Linked DNA regions of Columba livia: region 2 is linked to region 1. Evidence: chromatin contacts called from public Hi-C data. All regions are on one chromosome and are shown on one strand. The core of a region is the stretch at or near the end of the contact, and the rest is flanking DNA. Distances in the headings are between cores, read along the strand shown.

Region 1 (4,372 bases), core at 1,124-3,623:
TGTCTTGAGCTAGACTGGTACTTGCCAGCAGGAAACCTTGTGTTTAATTAAGATACAAGTAACAGAAAAAATATTTTGAAAACTGACTTGGGTAAGAAAAAATTAAATTAAACTATAAATTTGCTTAATTATAAATATATCAAAATGTATTAGTTTTTAAATATTTATCTATTTATATACATACAATGCCATTGTTGGAGAGAATGTTTTATTTATAAGGCACTGAAAAGGTTGTTTTCCTGTGGGGCTACAATACCTGGCAATCAGCTTCTACTGCTGCTGGTTTGAGTTTTGAATAGACATTGTCTCAGGTTTAACTCAGTGTCATGTGGGCAGGTGCCCACACAGAACTGCAGAGGTAGCTCTTCACAGCCTCAGTCTTTGGCCTCCAGTGAACCTGCACATCACGACCAGCCGATCTTTCTGACATTGCCACCCACACACCAAAATCCTCTCTGAAAGGTGATCTCAGGGAAGAAATGGCAGTCGCAGTACTGCAGCACCAGGACAGGTCATGGGCTGACTCAGAAGTGTCAGGCCCAGCTCCCCAACACGTTTCCTTTCACAGGTGAGGACTCATGCTGCGGGTCCTGTTGATGTAGTCCTAGCACTAACTTGTATTTTGACTGGTGTAAGTCAAATACAGTCCAAAACTAGGCATCGGCCATGGCAGCACCACATTGGCCATCAGATTTTTGCCAGCAGGCAAAGGTCTCCAGAGAGAGCACATAGGCTGAAAAACATGTCATCCAAGTTCAGCAAAGGTGATGTTTGTGGTATTCACATGCGGCCCTCTAACTAACATGACCTTCTGAATATACCTCATAGCACTTTTAACCCCAAGATGTTTCTTTGGCATCACCATGAAGCTTAGGGCAAGAAGCTGAGAGCTGCAGCAAAAGGCAAGGAAACACTCCAGGAGTGTTTCAGAGCGTGATCACTCCCTGGTGTTATCTCCTCTATCCAGCCATAGCCCTTCTTTTCACAGGCTTCTGTGTGGTTGGTGCAGAAGAGGTGCATACCTAGGAGCAGTACCTGCCCAAATTCTCCTCCCTGGTCCCATGCCACCGTTGTAATTTGTGCCCAGTTTCCAAAACAGTGGGTATAAAACGGCAAAGTCTGTAAGCCCGGTGATACCATGTTACCAGGTTGAGCAAAACCCCCGGTCTCACATAAGAGGGATTCACTGACAAAAACAACAACCTGAAATCAGAAGTATTTAAATAAACAGCTATTCTGGGTTAAGTTCTTGTTGAAAAGAAGAAAATGCACAGGAATATATTTTTCTTCAAATACAAGTCTAGTAAAGATGAAGCCCAATCTTTGTTCTAGCAAGTTCATGCAAATCAGATGTGCACATACTGTTACCACTTATCAGTATGTAAATATCATATATGAACAATTGCCAGTAGGTGGTAGTGTGTGTTTTTCAGATAGGTTTGTAAGTTCGCACTGCAAGTGTTTAATGTTTGAGGTGATTTAGAAAGATCCTGTCATCTTTAATGTATGATCTCAAACCACCATTGCTTTGAATTCAGTCCCTGGTCTCACTGATTTCATAGTCCTGTTTCACAAACATCAGCCCATCTCACAGAGATATATTTTGATTTTCTTTTTCAAGCTTATGGACAAATCTAACAGGAAACATTTTGAAAAGTGCCAATTAGCATGAGGCCTGAGAATTGAAATACATGTATTCATTGGAATGACTGGATTGCTCTCTAGTGTTTCATTTTAAAAGGAGAGCTTTTGATAAATAAATGCATAATTTTAATGATTTATAAATGTAGAATTGTTCTGTCAGAGAAGTTGTTTTGAGAATTCCTGAAAGAACGCATTGGAAAAGGAGCAATACAGATACTGGACATCCAGTTCTTTCCAGTGCCTCTTCGTCCTTTGTAAAGAATTGACCATTCTGGAGGAGACAAGGGGTTTTGGTGGAAACCATCACTTCCTTGGCTCCTGTGTTATTCCTTGCTGAGAGTAACCTAAATCAATGCTGTTCCCCCAGCTCGTCAGAGAGGAAGAGATGCCCACTCTCTCTCCTGTGAGAACAGTTCATACATCTCCGATGAGCACGTCCCTGGCTGAATGTTCTTCCTTCCCTCAGGTGACGATCAGACGGCTCTCGCAGCCTGGCTGGTCTCTCTTACTGCCTTTGTTGTGCTTTTGGGAAGGGACTGAATTTTTGTTTGGCGGAAGAAGGGGATGCCAGTGGTAAAGATTCTTTCTGTGGTGTTGCCTGCCAGGAACCGAGGCAGAGGTCGGGAAAGGCTCTATAAATATTTCCGCAACAACCCAAAGGCAGCTCGCGTTTTGGTTGGTTTGTTTTTCCTGGGGTGTATGAGACTGCTCTCCTCAGTGCAGGTGTCTGATTCATGTGGGGCTTCCTTTTTCTTTCTTTTCCTACTTGTTTCCTGCCTCTGCAATTGTTGCTTGCACTCGTGGCACTTTTACTCAGCCTGGCAATCCCACTGAATGCAATTAGGTTATTTGTGCAAATGCTTTTCATCAGGAATATGCTCTGCAGAGTCAGACCTTTTGCTTCTTCCTTCTGCTTCTAACCTGGCCCTCCCAAGTTTCCTTTCTCATTGTTTTTCCTTTCACTTCTGTCTGCCTGCTGTTAGAGCAAGCTAGCAGAGAAGGAAGTGGGGGAGGGCTGTTTCTGCAGGGGTTTCAGTGCAAATAGCTGCATGGCTTATAATTTCTTGAGCAGATCAGGGTCTTCTTGGCACACACTCCGACAGACAGAATCCCTCATTGCCAGGTGGAGTTAACGTGTCTGCGCCACCAGCATCCACAAGCTACACTTGGCAGGAGTTGTAGTGAAAGTCAGGAAGGGAGTAATGGGGCCTTCTCAGGAGCAGAATTAGTGCAGCCCATAGGAGTTATGCACAGGAGATCTGTGTCTGAATGGGGCTGAACAGATTCCCATTGAGCTGAGGGAGCTGCCATCCTCCTGCACGTGGAGGAAGGCTTTGGCATATCGATGAGCCAAACTATCAAAACAGAAAGCTTCCATCTTCAGTGGTTAATGAGTCCTGGCTTCACTTTACTGCACCTGGACTGAAGTTTGCTTCTTTACTTGTTGTTTTTTGTCTCAAAGTAATGCTATGGTCTCCATTAATGCAAGAAAATGCAGTGTGAAATAAATAGGTGTTGAAGGTGATCAGGCTTGCAGCCTGCTTCCAGTCCTATGCAGCCATGTCCAACTGTTCTAGGATGGAAATGAAATCTAGTTAACCTCCCTGTTTGCCTTCCTGTATTATCTGTTGTTCTTAACCTGTTTGCTTGGGATCTAAGTTGATTGTGTGGTAGAAGGTGGGATGGAATCCAATTTTGTGAAGAAATCATTCTTATTGACTGGAAATGGTATCAAGTTAGACATACAAAGTCGGAGTCCACTTGGAAAATGCTGACCTCAACAGTTCTGCTCTACTTTTTGCGTTTCAAATGGTAACTGCTAGAGGCAAACTCAAGTAAGAGACATCGATGCTACCCTGATGTGCATCCTTCCCAGTATATAAATGTATTTGTTACTATATTGCTAAAGGAAAGAAGATTAGTGAAAGTGGGTTTCATGCTTGGAGATTTTAATGAGAAATGTAGACTATTAAAAGGAGGGATCTCAGGGTCAGAAGCTGGTTGCATCACGTGGAAGGCAAGAAACCACACAGTAGTGGTGTTGCAGAAATGAGAACAGATATGTTGATTTAGCAATTGAAATCAGCCATTCTGAAGGCTTTTAAATTGTGTTTTGTTTGTATAGAAACAAATAGTCCATCCTGGAGCAACAGGATCTCTGCTGGATGTTTCTGTTTCTTCTTACTGGGTGCACTGGTGACATCACGCTATGTGGTGATAGGTCTCAAAACTCCTCTGAGTTTTCTATTCAGAATTAAGGAGGAGAGTAGGAGGCAGCTTTAACTAAGTGCACACAATATATAATCTGTGAATGAATACAAAATGTGAGCTAGATGGGACACTGTTCCTGTAACAGGACCAACTCATCAACACTACAGCACACTAAAAAATGAGATAGTCCTTCTCAAATTACATGTAACATGTGCTTGTGCTCAGAAATGTACCTCAGCTCATACACGCAAATTCCCTTGAATATGCCTGAGCTGCCTTTGTCCTTGCCTAGACAGTCCCAGAGTGGGCCCCTGTGCTAAGGTTTTCGATCTGAACCCCAAAGAGCTTTTCCTCTGGACTCAGTCCTCCTCCTTGAATTAACACGGTCTGAAATACAAAAGCTAAGAACACAATAATTGTTATTTCCATCTTCCTTTCAACATTTTCTTTCTGCTAGGAAGCAGGAAAAGCGTGAGGCTGACACACGTCAGTTCACACTCTCCCCGTCTGCCAGAGC
Region 2 (4,570 bases), core at 1,189-3,688, 290 kb after region 1:
TGAAATTGCAGATCTCTATGTTTTTTCCTTCTAAAATCCTTCTTTTGGCAATGCAGAGGGGGAAAAAAATCCTGCTTTGGACATGTGCGTGTTCATTACCAAAGAAAAATAGGGCAACTTCAGTTTTGCATAAAAACTGAATCTCACACAATGAGTATTTTGGATGTCTTTCAGATAGAACTTCAATCTTTCATTCAAAGTTGGTAATTTGGCTTCTCATGGATCATTTGGATTAGGGGATGGCCATAGTAACTTCATGGAACTAACCCAAGTATCTCCAGAATTTAAGGCTTTACATATTACTTGCTTCTGCTATAAAACAGAGATACCGTAATAGAGATTAAAATAGGAGCAATGGGGGTCTTCTGGATTGGAAAAAGTACTTTGAGAAGTCTTTAGAAGTCTTTGCTTAGATTTGCATCATGGCCCTTTTGTGACCTTGTATAAACAAACTTGTGCATCTAACAACTTGAAGTCTTTCCTTTAGGCAGTTGCTAGACTATTTATAAAATTAAGATTATTCATAGTTCCTGTCACACTTCAGCAAAACCTTCTGCTGACACTCCCTCAAAATTTGGCAGAAAATGAGATAAAGGCCACAGAAGGGGGTGGGGGAAGGATGTTTTCTACATTAGCAGGATTTAACTGTCACTGTGCAAAGTAGGCAATGCTGCTCTATGTATAAAATTACCTCCAAGAAAATCAGCGAGATCTTGTGTCACAATTTAGTTGCCTCTGTGGTCTATATCAATACTGGGAACTCTTGCATGGAAAATTCTCAGTACTTCAGTAGTTAAATGTTCCTTTTTGTTCTGCAGTGTATTTTTTAAGAGCAATCACAGTTTGCAATTGGTATATACTTCAAGGAGAGCTAAAAGTTATTCTAGGTGTCAGGTGGTTCTAGATATTCCACATGTTGGACAAAGTAGGTTATGACTCAGGCATAACACAATCTACCCATGTTCCTTCACCTTATTTTTTTGCTCATTTAAGGGAATTATTTCATGGATCCACTTTTGTTCCTCCCAGGCAATCAGAGCTGCTGCTGTAGCTCTGTACTTTGAAGAGGATACAGAGGAGTCCATGGTGCAAATCAGCCAAATGCTCACCCTGATCTTGGAGATTCTGTATAAATAGGTATTTAGGTTCTAATCTAGTCTTCATTTTAGCTTTAGAATACACCAATGCTGTTTCAGACATCCTGAACTGGTTATTTTTCTTTGGGAAAAGAGCAGCTAGCGTAACCATTTTTGTTTTGTGATGAAGCAGAAAATTTGGTAGAAATAAGCTGTTATAATGTGCTTTTTTATGCCTTTTTCTTTGCCCGCCTCCATAGTTTCAGTTCTTGGGTTCTCTTCAGGTTTCCAAGGATGCTCAAATAGCTGGTTCTGATGAGATGGTTATCTTTTCCAGCAGGCATTGGCTTGACATGCACCAAATCTTAGCTATCTTCCATAGGGACCAAGGGCTCAACTCTAGAAAACATAAAGTTATCTGAACACTTGTGACTGCAGTGAGATTACTCATGGGCTTAATGTGCTTAATACCTGTCTGATTCATGCTTTAATAGGAGGCTCTTTGTGCTGTAGAGGAAATTAGTAAGAGGCTTGACTCTATCACTTGTTAGGTGAAGCTCCCTAGTAATGCTCTTATCCTCAAATAGCCCCTCTTTAGGGAAAGATTCTATTTATAGAAGAAATTCAGTGATGATGGGGGAAATTTTAATGCACACTTTGTTTCATTTCCCTATGTTGTTTATTTGGAGACTTACCTTTTCTGATTATCATAAACTTGTAGGTAGCTAGAAGTGCTTTTAATATGTCATGCATCTTACTCTGTGCAAGAACAAACTCATGCTTTATTCTTTTTGCAGCAAATTGTTGCTGAGTATAGATGGCGCAGAGCATAGAGTTTCATGTGTTTTCTTTGTTTCTTCGCAGAAAAATGAAGTGACAGGTGCTTAGCCTCATTTTTCATGCTAGCTTTGCCATGCCGCTTTCACCAATAATAAAGGCAGCTGCCAGAGCTTGAGGAAATCAGGCGAAAAATTCAGCTGGCAGGTAGACCCAGTCACTTTAAGAAATGTAATCTTATGTTAGCAGATGGTAATTAAAAGGCAGAAGAAATAAAATTTTGTCTCAGTTTTCTGCACTGTTACATCAATTAAATCTGCAACAGAAATGCAAGCAGAAAATATAATTTATTTTCATGTGGTTACACAGTATGATTGTATGTAAATCTAACGATTTGTTTTGCAAAGACAATTGCAATTTTTTAAACCTAAGTAGAATAACTGATCATTTCCAGAGAGAATGTGTATGCAGTATATCTTCAGTCTTTAAGATGCTTACTTAATACAATGAAAAGCATTTCTTCCTTGTTTTCTATTCATTGTTAAGCCACAAATTGGGTTCCACTGTCTATGCACTTCCAGCTTTGAGTAACACCAATTTTAGTCCTAGCAGTTCAGTAAATGTTAGTGTGGAGAGCTAATCTAACCCTGGCCTCAGCAGGGGTGCATCCTGTTAAAAGGAAATATCCAGAAAGTGCAAGATTGAACCTGGTAAGAATTGTTATGATCTTGCAGGAAAAAGATGTTTCAACCCTGACAAGATTCCTAAGGATTTTCTGTTGCTCCTCCTATCTGTAGACATTTAGCTTTGAGGACAGAGCCTTATCATTCCTCGTATGTTACTTCTTACGGCTGCTAGGATCATGAACAACATGTGCAAATCAGTTGAAGTGTGAAATAATTACATAATTAAAGCTCATTATAGCAGCGGTGAAACTGAAATGCTGGTATAGCTATGCCGCTGTTTCTGTAACTAGCTTTGGTTTGCAGGGGGTATATGAGTCACGCATAAATATTCACTCAATTTTATAAAAATTTAGCCAATTTTGAATTTTATAGTGTAGTCAAACTTGAATGATATTTTACTAAATGCAGTTAGTCATTTTTAAAAGACATGGGGATGTTCAGTTTAAAACCGATTGAATGACTAAACATTTATTTTGTATTACTGCAGATCCGAGCCAGGTTTTTCTGTGCTGCTGAAACCACACGTCCTTTCTTACCTCTCTTGCACAAAGTCTATGTTAAAGACAATGAGAAATGACTAAGACTCGTTGCTTAAAAATGCAGTTCCCAGTCCTTCTGTCCTATTGACTGATTGCTGATGCCTCTAAGCATAATGGAAATTTTATCACCGTACCTCCCATTCTAGTGAGACTGGTATAACAAGGAACATTTTTTAAAACGTCTTTTCTTAAGCATTTAGTTGAGCAGAAATGCAAACACACTCCTTAAAGCTACAGTGATCAAAAGCATCACTTCAGATCAAGTAGTTAACTCTGATTGAGTCTGGTCACACTCCTGCTCATGTAAATATATAAAAGTCAATGATTATATAAAGATGTTGGATCTTTTTAAGTTCTTATGAGTACTAACGAATATTAGTTTTGAATCCAAGTTCACGTTTATTTCACATTTGCCCATGGAGTATCTTCAAACTTTTGCATTTAAGCAAATACATAAAATTTCCGTGAGGAATTTCACTTAAGCAACTCTACTTAAGAGAGAGAAAAAAGCTGCAAGGGGGACATCTAATTTTTTGAGAGACAACCATACCTTTCTTGCCAGGCACAAATTTCCAAGAGTGGGCTCACCAGTCATGACAAGCAAACAGGCACCATACTCTTCATTCACGTTGTATAGCACAGAGAAACCTGCAGGAATCACAGTATGGACAGCATGGAAAGTAAATGTGGGGACACAGCTTCTGGTCTAGATTAGACTGATGGTGATCGGCAATACTTTCCTAGCATAGTCTTTGAGGTTGGGTTTTGCTCTGGTTTTTATTCCAGGTCACAAAATTTGCCTCGTGGTCACCGGTGATGAGCTCTGATATCCACAGGTGCCGCCTGGAGGCATCGGCAGAGGAGGAGCAGAGACTGCAGCTCCTGTTACAGCTTGGTAACCGAACAGGTGGGGTGAGCAACGAGTGAACTTCAGCTTCTCTGGAGCCCAGGTGTTGACTTTTATAGCCACAACAGGTAACATATCACTTGGTATATCGCCAAAGGAGTTGCAGTTGTGGGCAAGCAGAAAGCAGAGCAGTGGGGTTTGTACTAGAAAAGCCTCCATTTGTGGCATCTGGGCAGCAGCAGCTGGCTGAGCCTGTGTCTGGGGATGTCCTCTACAACCCTCAGTGTGTTTTCTTTGCTCTTGCCACCATCCTGACCCACGATGCTCTTGGTACTTGATTTCTTGAGCTCCTGTTCCCTGAAGACTATTGCCATGTGGTGTGGTATTCTGAAATGTGTGTTTGTGTCCACAGAGACCGCAAATAGTTTTCCCTAGAGACATAGGCCAGGACTGATTCTTGGACCTGGCTGAAAAGTTAGGGCTTTTAATCCATCCTCACAAATATCAGCTTTTAACTTCCTAGTTTTTGGCGTGTTTGCCTCACCACATTATTGAGTCTAAAACATTTTTGAATATCAAAGATTACAAAGGAACAAATAAATAAAGGAATTAGCAAGGTAACAGTACAAGTGTGAGAAACTTTAT

The links. Hi-C and Micro-C count contacts between places; a contact is called where the count stands out from the background.
Region 2: a contact with region 1 is called in a Hi-C map of crop, with 3 times the contacts expected there. The contact joins two enhancer-like sites. A contact is called at or near these places in 2 of 2 Hi-C or Micro-C datasets (crop and liver).

Annotation. Positions count from the first base shown.
Region 1 is chr11:3,930,453-3,934,824 of bColLiv1.pat.W.v2, forward strand. No RefSeq gene overlaps it. Among named protein-coding and RNA genes, the nearest start is that of MEX3B, 11 kb to the right of the region's middle. Within about 2 kb of position 2,374, at least 2 of the 3 cell types and tissues checked have an H3K27ac peak away from gene starts, as active enhancers do.
Region 2 is chr11:4,219,608-4,224,177 of bColLiv1.pat.W.v2, forward strand. No RefSeq gene overlaps it. Among named protein-coding and RNA genes, the nearest start is that of TMC3, 38 kb to the right of the region's middle. Within about 2 kb of position 2,439, at least 1 of the 3 cell types and tissues checked has an H3K27ac peak away from gene starts, as active enhancers do.